Regions from separate parts of the Mustela erminea genome. Here region 2 is linked to region 1. Evidence: chromatin contacts called from public Hi-C data. All regions are on one chromosome and are shown on one strand. Each heading gives the region's core, a stretch centred on a gene start, on an enhancer-like site or on the middle of the called end of the contact. The rest is flanking DNA. Distances are from core to core; before and after follow the strand shown. Region 1 overlaps PDSS1 (decaprenyl-diphosphate synthase subunit 1). Region 2 holds the start of ABI1 (abl interactor 1).

What was found. A called contact is a pair of places that touch in the nucleus more often than the background predicts.
Region 2: a contact with region 1 is called in a Hi-C map of fibroblasts, with 3 times the contacts expected there. The contact joins the promoter of ABI1 here to the enhancer-like site in region 1. A contact is called at or near these places in 2 of 3 Hi-C or Micro-C datasets (fibroblasts and spleen).

The regions. Positions count from the first base shown.
Region 1 is chr6:129,856,372-129,860,569 of mMusErm1.Pri, reverse strand. It overlaps PDSS1 (decaprenyl-diphosphate synthase subunit 1), which reads right to left. Exons shown (of 11, transcript XM_032349684.1): 10 at 937-1,017. Among named protein-coding and RNA genes, the nearest start is that of PDSS1, 50 kb to the right of the region's middle. Within about 2 kb of position 2,084, the one cell type or tissue checked has open chromatin away from gene starts, as enhancers often do. A contact at or near this core is called in fibroblasts, where this site is marked.
Region 2 is chr6:129,978,685-129,982,882 of mMusErm1.Pri, reverse strand. It overlaps ABI1 (abl interactor 1), which reads left to right and starts at 1,920. Exons shown (of 12, transcript XM_032349671.1): 1 at 1,920-2,194. The coding sequence starts at 2,078.

The DNA of each region.
Region 1 (4,198 bases), core at 835-3,334:
GATCTGGCTTCTACAGGAAAGTTCTGAGGATATGTGGCAGTATATCTGAAATAAGCTTACCGCCCCTGAAGGTGAAACAGTCTGCCTCTGTGGGTTCTTGAGTGACCACTGATGGCAGTTCTAGGAGGGACCAGGGATGGTCCACACTGAGGGGATGGCTGTGAGCACCCAATAACCTGGAGGTGGCAAAGGTAAGCCTGTACCAGGAGGCCTGTCTGGGGGACTGCAGGGCAGCAGTGCTGCCAGTGGATTTGAGGAAGACGGCTTTCAAACCAGCAGGGCTCAGCCCATATGATACAGTAGAATCACTTGGATAGAGGCACCTGGGTGGCTCAGTGGGTTAGGGCCTCTGCCTTTGGCTTGGGATCCCGGGGTCCTGGGATTGAGCCCCACGTCAGGCACTCTGCTCAGCGGGGAGCCTGCTTCCCCCACTCTCTCTGCCTGCCTCTGCCTGCCTGTGACTCTGTCAAATAAATAAAAAATCTTAAAAAAAAAAAATAATTTTGGTAGCTCTAAAGAAGTCCTAATGTTCAAACCTTACCCAGGACCACTTAAATTAGTCTTCAGAAAGAGTTCTAGAAGAATAAAGGATCATACAAGTTTCTCTTCCTCAGTTTTTGTCAAGTCAACAATTGACCACACCTGGTCTTGCATCTAAAATTTGTTCTGTTATTTGGTTAAAGAACTCTGCTGCACTGACCTGCTCCTGGCTCATTTCTTCGTAAAATAATTTATCTGGGGAGCGCCTGGGTGGCCCAGTGGGTTGGGCCTCTGCCTTTGGCTTGGGTTGTGGTCTCGGGGTCCCGAGATCAAGCCCCACATCGGGCTTTCTGCTCAGCAGGGAGCCTGCTTCCCCCCCCCCCACCCCCCCGCCTGCCTCTCTGCCTCCCTGTGATCTGTCAAATAAATAAATAAAATCTTCAAAAAAAATCTTACCTGTAATACATATTGTCGAGCTCTGTCCACATCTCCTGGCAAACTGAACCGTCTCATTATCATAGCATTCATTTCTGGGAACTAGCCATAAAGAAAGAAAATATTTATTTATTACTCTTGTAAAAATCAAATGTTCTAACACTTAAGTTTATAACAACAGGAAAAAACGAAAAGGTGATTAAATGTTTAGATGGTTTGAGGGCAGGGGCAATAAACTGTAGCAATTAAAGAAGCAGAGCTAAGAGACACATCCGTCTCCATGCCCAGGACTGAGCGGGTGCCCAGGAGAGGCAGCTGCTGATCTTGTTCATTCTGGTGTTCTTTCTATTCTAGTCTTGGGTCCACCAGTGAGTAAGAAAGAAAGAGCAAGCTACATCCCTAAAATCCCCTTACTGCCCTCTCTAAGAGTTCTCAAGCTTTTGCACCGGAATCACTAGAGACCTACTGGGCCACTGCTTCAAGGCTTCTTGATCAGTAGGGAATGGGGCCTGAGCACGCATTTCTAGCAGATTCCCGGACGATACGAATTCTACTGACATTCTGAGAAGCAGTGGCCCAAGATGAGGGTGGGAATTAAGCATTCTACTTTTTAGTGCTAAACTGAGTGACATCTGGAAGCCACTGAGGTGTCTGAGCAGCGGGTATTACGAGCAGAGGGTGCTCAACGTTGACTGCACACGAGAGTCAGTCAGGAAGCTTGGGGTTGCCTAGATCTGCTCCTAAGGATTAGGATTCTGCTGGTGGGGGCGGGGCGGGGGCCGGAGTCTGGCCCGGGCATCAAGATTTGAAAAGCACGCCAGGTGTTTTTAATGTGCAGCCAAGTTTGAGACCCACTGAATTAGAGGAGGCAGAGAGGCCAGTCATGTTACTGTCGTGGATTATAAAGAAGACCAGAGTGAAGCTGTGGCACTAAGAGAGAAAAGGAGACAGGTACACTGAAGACAACCTGTGCTCTGCACTGGGGAGCAACAATTCGGGAGAATCGTCACCATTAACAACCAGGAAGTCAGGACACCAGATCCCTTCATTCTCTAGACTAGTCAGAGCCCTAGTCCTGGAGCCTCCAAAGCTGAGTGAGCCCTGTCACCTGTGGGTCCTACCCTCCTCCTCAGTGTCGTGAGGTTGCTTAACCAAACGAGCGGACACCCGTTAGCTCTAACAGCTTCTGGTTCCATGACATAAGAGGTAAGCTATGTTTGGTTCTGGACACATCAGTGCTTACAGCAGTTGCCAGATTCTCCCTGGCAGTGAGCCTGAAGTTGCTGTCCTGTAACCACCATCACGGTATTAGTAATCCTAGAAGAAAAAAATAGGGCACACAGAGAAAAACCTCAACCGGATGATGACAGATGAAGAATTAAGAGTGTTCCTTTCAGAGTCAAGTATGTGTCAGAACAAAGTTCTAAACACGTAGAAGCTGCTCCCATGCTTAGAAAATGTAAAGGCCGGCAGACGGTTAGTTCTTAAATGAGAACAGGTAATTTGTTTTAGTTACTGGCCTTTTAAGAATAGAGTAAGTTTTATAGGAAACACATCAGGAAGCTCAAGTCAATCAATTTAGGTGGTAAAAAGCCAAATCAAGTAAGCATTTGTCTTAATACCGCATTCCAAAATTGGAAGGCCCTATGCTCAGAGGTGACGGGACGCTGTTCCGGGCATCTGGGATAATCATTTGTTTATGGTACATGAGCTCTTTCTGCCGTACCAACAGGGGTGGTAAAATGTGCTGATTGGGTGGCTTCTCGGACTCCTTTTATTATAAAAAGCATCGAGAAAGCAAAGTGTGAAGAAAATATTTGCTGTGAGTGTGACTACATCCTTCCTCTAAACATGTAGTGTGTGCAAGTTTAATATGCAAATACCAAACTCTTCCCCTAGGCCTTCCTCAGTCCCCTTACTGTGTGCGATGTGGAGAAGAAAGGAGAAGCCTTAACGGGAACAACGGTTGCCTGCTTGCAGATTTCATAAGAAATAAGAAAATTTTTGCCCAGGCTATTTAAGTTTGAGGGTAGGGAGACCTTTTAAGAATAGGACAAATCAGGGGCACCTGGGTGGCTCAGCTGAATGTCGGACTCTTGATTTCGGCTCAGGTCATGCTCTTGGGGTAGTGGGAGGGAGCCCCGCATCAGGCTCCACGCTTAGGAGGGAGTTTGAGGGTTCTCCTCTGCCCCTCCCCCGCGCTTTCTCTCTTTCTCTAAAATAAATAAATCGTTGGGCGGGGGGAAGAGCAGGACAAATCGTATTCTAACTGTGAAATGTATCCATAAACTAAACTAAACTAAACTAGAAAGGTGATCAATAAATGTAGCGAGATTACTCACACAAAACCTGGGTAACTAAGGGACAGCTAGTCAACAGTGACAGAAGCCAGGACAGCTGGTGCAGGGGCTGGGGCTGCTCATGGCAGCTGGAAGTGCGGCTACAGGCTGACATTTGGGTCTGGTGACTTTATCAAATAAGAGAAACAGAAGAAAGGAAAAGATCTTTTAAAGGATATTTGAGAACAAATGTAATCTCACCAAAAAAAAAAAAAAAAAAAAAAAAAAAACCACAACCAAAAAACACTTCCATTTTGTTTCTGAAGAGCTCAATATCCAACTTACATACTCCTTAAAAGATTTAACATGACGTTTCTGTTCTTACAAAAAATCCACGTACACACACAGATTGGAAGGACACTGTCATCCCGGGATCCCTCCAGAAATCCCGAAGTCCCCTGTACTAACTTATCCAGAGAGCTCTTCAGAGTGATGTCAGAAATACTGAATTCAAAGAGAAGGAGCTTCTATTAAGTTGCAGGGTCCAACGAATCCCTATTTCAAAACAACAGCTGGGTGGGAAGGGTAAGCGGTTTCCCAGAGCTGCTTGTGGTCGAGACTCCGTGTTCTCAGATGGAAAAATTCAAAGACTCATTTAAGTAACTGGCCAACAAAACTCACCCACCTATGGAAAAAGATGACAGACCTCTTACGAGGACTCCACTAAGTGGGCAGGTTAGTGACAGGTCCCAAGAGCGGACACAGGCTCTTCTGGAGTGACCCAGGCCCAGAGCACACGAGTTACCTGCTCTGCGGGAAGCCCCACGGGGGATCAGACAAGCTCTCCTCAGCGTCCACGCTGCCAGAATCGGACATCGTGGAGCGAAAGGAACACTGGTCTTACGGGAGTTGGTGTGTGATTGTCTGCTGTGCCATTTACCAGATGTTTAACTTTGGCCAAGTTTGCACATCGCTTTCTTACTTATAGAGTGGGCATAATACCT
Region 2 (4,198 bases), core at 671-3,170, 120 kb before region 1:
AGAATTTATTGTAAAGGCTGTTTTTAGGCAAAAAGGTTTGAGCAATGGCAGGTAGAAAGGGCATAGCGACCACCTGGCTGGATCTACAGACAAGCCCATCAGGGGACCCACTTCAAAATATCCATAGGCCCTAGCTAACCAAACGACTACTTACAACTGGACACAGTCTTCAAAAAAGGGAAAATTCCATATGTCTCCATACCTCCTCACCTTCCCCCTTTAAAAACAGCTCCAACCCACTGCTCCCTTGCAGACAGCCTCCTCTCCTTTGCTGTCCTGCCCCTCCTCCCTTGAGGGGTATTCAATAAACTTCTATCCCCTTTTATCTGCCTCAGGTGAATTCTTTAACTGCTGCTGCTAGTAGCTTCCACCTGATTGTGGCCCCACATTTGGGGACCCGCATCTGATGCAGAGACACCCCATTTGGACACCAAATATATCACATTTCAGGAACTCGGATAAAATAATGCTTGGATTAATGAAAATATTAAAAAAGACTATTATGTCTATTCCAGGTAATTATGGAAAGTAAGCTATTTATTGATTTACAGATCTGGGAATCCTGTGGCTTGGGGGTAGTTTTCTTTTTCATGTAGGAGACTTAAATTTTTCCTTTTACAACTGAACATTTTATGGCCCCTAGTAAAGGTAATATTCAATAAATACCTATTGATGGGTCTTTTTTTATTAATTATTTTTATTAACATACAATGTATTACTTGCCCCAGGGGTACAGGTCGGTGAATTGTCAGGCTTACGTGATGGGTCAATTTTTAAAAATGTGATTGGGGGGCGCCTGGGTGGCTCAGTGGATTAAACCGCTGCCTTCCGTTCCGGTCATGATCTCAGTGTCCTGGGATCGAGTCCCACATCGGGCTCTCTGCTCAGCAGGGAGCCTGCTTCCCCCTCTGCCTCTGCCTGCTGCTCCGCCTACTTGTGATCTCTCTCTCTGTCAAATAAAATAAATAAAATCTTTAAAAAAATGTGATTGGGTCATGTTATTATTCCTATAGTTATTATAATTTGAAATTACTTAGTGGAGAGCTGAAAATGTAGATTTTTAAATTAGTTTGCTTTTCGGCTTTTGAACACCACTTTTCATAGCTCATTATATCAAAAGCATTTAATGTTCTTGTTAAACGAAACTCTTGAAATATAGGGCCTTTTACGCTATTACAAAACAGTTGATTAAAAGAGATAAAAGGATTTTGTGCAACCTAGATGAACAATGCGTACCTAACTTCAGGGAGAGATTTGCAAAGAAGAGTCAAAGAAAAAGCGATTAGGACGGGTAACACTGAAATGTGTATTTACTTTTAAATTGCAAGTCTTTACAGGTACGGAGTATCCTTGTTCAACTCGTACCCCAATATTTAGTACATTGCTTGGTGCAGAACTGTCAATGATAAATGCTAAATTTTAAATGAAAATTTGAGGATGTAGGAAGATTAGAAAGTAAAGCCAGAGTCTTATGTCTAAGAGACAGAGGAAGTAAAGATTTGGATTTCTTCATGTTCTAGCTCTTCTTAATCCCGTATCAGAATTGATATCTCTGATTCACTGACGTTACCTAATCAAGCAAATTCTGCCAATTTTCACAGCCTTCTCCCGGAAAGGATTTTATTCTTTAGCGTCACCATATAGCGCCACCTGCCGGAATTGTTGGGAAACTTCGCAATTAGACCCCTTCCCTGGGCCGTCCTTTACGTTCCTTCCCGTTCTTTTTCGGAGGCCCTCTTACACGCATGCGCTTTCAATGGTGCGCGTTGACTGTGAGAGACTACAATTCCCAGAAGACTATGCCGCAAAAAAAAAAAACCAACACAAAAACCAAAACCCGTGGGGAGGAGAAGGGAAAACGCGAAGGATCGCGAGAGAACGGGATTGAGGCGGCTGCGCGAAGTGGGTGGAGCCGGGTGGAGAGAGTGAAGAGGAAGAGGAGGAGGTGCCGTCCCACAATACCAGGCGGGAGGGCGGTAGGCGGTTTGTATCCGGGCTGTGAGGTGCTCCGCGCCTCCGCGGACCTTGCTGCCTCTGTCTCTTTAACGCGAGAGGAAGCGATGCGGAGGGGTGGAAAATGGCAGAGCTGCAGATGTTACTAGAGGAGGAGATCCCGTCTGGCAAGAGGGCGCTGATAGAGAGTTACCAGAATCTGACCCGGGTGGCGGACTACTGTGAAAACAACTACATACAGGTGAGGAGCGCGGGCGCGCGGGCGGGCGGGCGCTGGCCGGCCCGGCCGAGGATCCACCGCCTGCCGCCCGAGTGACCAGCCCACTGGGCGGGGTGGGGAACTGCCCTAACCTCAGCGGCTGCCTCAGCCTCAACCTCAACCCCAACCCCAACCCCAACCCCAACCCCCAGCCGGGGAGAGCAAGTGGCTCGGCTGAGAGAGTCGGGCTGCGATACAGGAAGTGGCTGTGGTGGTTGAAACCGATAGAAGGGGAGAGAGAAAATGGGCGAGGGAACCCGGAGCTCGCCGCTGCCGCAGCCCGGCGCCCCCCTGCTGTCCGCCTCCCTTCGGGTTGGGCCCCCCGGGTCGCGCGCTGCCCTCAGCAGCCTTCCATTCGCTGGGCTCCTGTGTGGGAGAGCCGGCTGCCGCTCCGTCCGGAGAGGGGTCTCGGACGGGGAGAGGAAAGGGCAGGGACGAGGCGCGGGGGGGCGGGGGAGCGGCAGGAGGGAGAGGAAAAGCGGGGTGTGTGTCTTGGGGGGGCGGGTGGGGGCGATTATGTCAGTTCAACCCAGAGGGTGTGTCTCTTATTTATTTATTTTTTAATAAAAATTTGTCATGAGTCACATTACACAGACCTCCCCGAGGAGAGGAGGAAGCGGGTGGGGTGTGAGGGAGGGCGTCTAAGCGAAGTTAATCTCGAAATTCCTTTAATTGAAGGTTTATAAATTTGCCTGGCCGTCCGTTTTCAAGTCGGGTGTTTTTCCCTCTCATCATTTTCACTTCCGTCCTCACCATAATGTATTCTAGAGGTTGTTAGGACCATCGTTATTATAAAACGATAAATTATTCTTAACTACTTGGAAAAATGTCTTACTTTCTCTTCCCCAAAAGTTTTTGAACTGTTGGCTTTATAAGTAACTTAAAATAGAACGGCGTAACCGCCGGTTGCTTCTTTTCTGAGGTTTCTCTCTTTCCGACCTAAGTAAATGCACAGAACCCAGGTGGATTACCGAACATATTTAGTCCTAGGACCCTAATGTGAAATGTTATTGTAAATTTATTAGGACATTCTTGGGGCCTTATTTGTGACAGATTCTCGTTTGTTTTTATTTCAATGATTGGAAGTGATTTATGTTGTGGTAGTTTGGTTTGTAGATCTTTAACTAGGTAAACCAGCAGTTTGCTATAGAAGCAAATAAAGAGCAGAGAGTCCTTTGTATCAATGTAATGGGATCAAAAATTCTCCTGTTAGGAGAAGACATAATCCAAACGTGCTTTGCAAGAATCGGGTTATTGCAATTCAGAACTGAAGTATTTATAGAAATGCCTCCCATGTGATTATCATTTTTAAGAACCAATAGTTTCTGTGTTGGCAAATGCTTTTCTTTATTTTTAGAAGGAGATGCTGTTTTCAGAATATTTTGAATATTTCTCAATTTCCATATTAGTAACATTGTATCTTAAGTATCACCAGTAGGAATTTATCTCATAAACTTCTTCCAAGCTTTTACTTTAGGAGTTCAGATAAACTTGTTGAATGCCCACCATGTCTACTGTATTACTTGGTTTTGCAAACTTTGTAGTTAGCCTTTTAAAAAATACTCTTAAATCTATAGAAATGTGAACATAGTTTTCAAAGAGAAAAGTGGTCTTGTGAATTTATCGATGCTAGCACACACAAGGTGTATTCAGTCTCACACGAAAAGCCTTAAAATTGAGGTGAATCTCAGTTTGCTAAAGGTTCTGAAGATTTTGAAAGTCAAAGGGAAAGCACAGGAAGTTATTTAGCCCCAATCCAGAGAAGATTTTCTTTGTAGAAGTCAGTAAATAAGTACTTCATAAAAGGGTGGCTTCTTTTGTTTTGCGTGTTGGGAAATCTGACAAATATATGGTGTGGTAACTGCTATGTGTTGGCAAATGCAAACGTGTTTTAACTTGTCTGATGACTACTATTTTTTCAGGTAGTTATTTGTGTGCTGTAATGTTTTTATTTCTTTTCCTCCCTGACCTCTCTCCTTTTCTCCT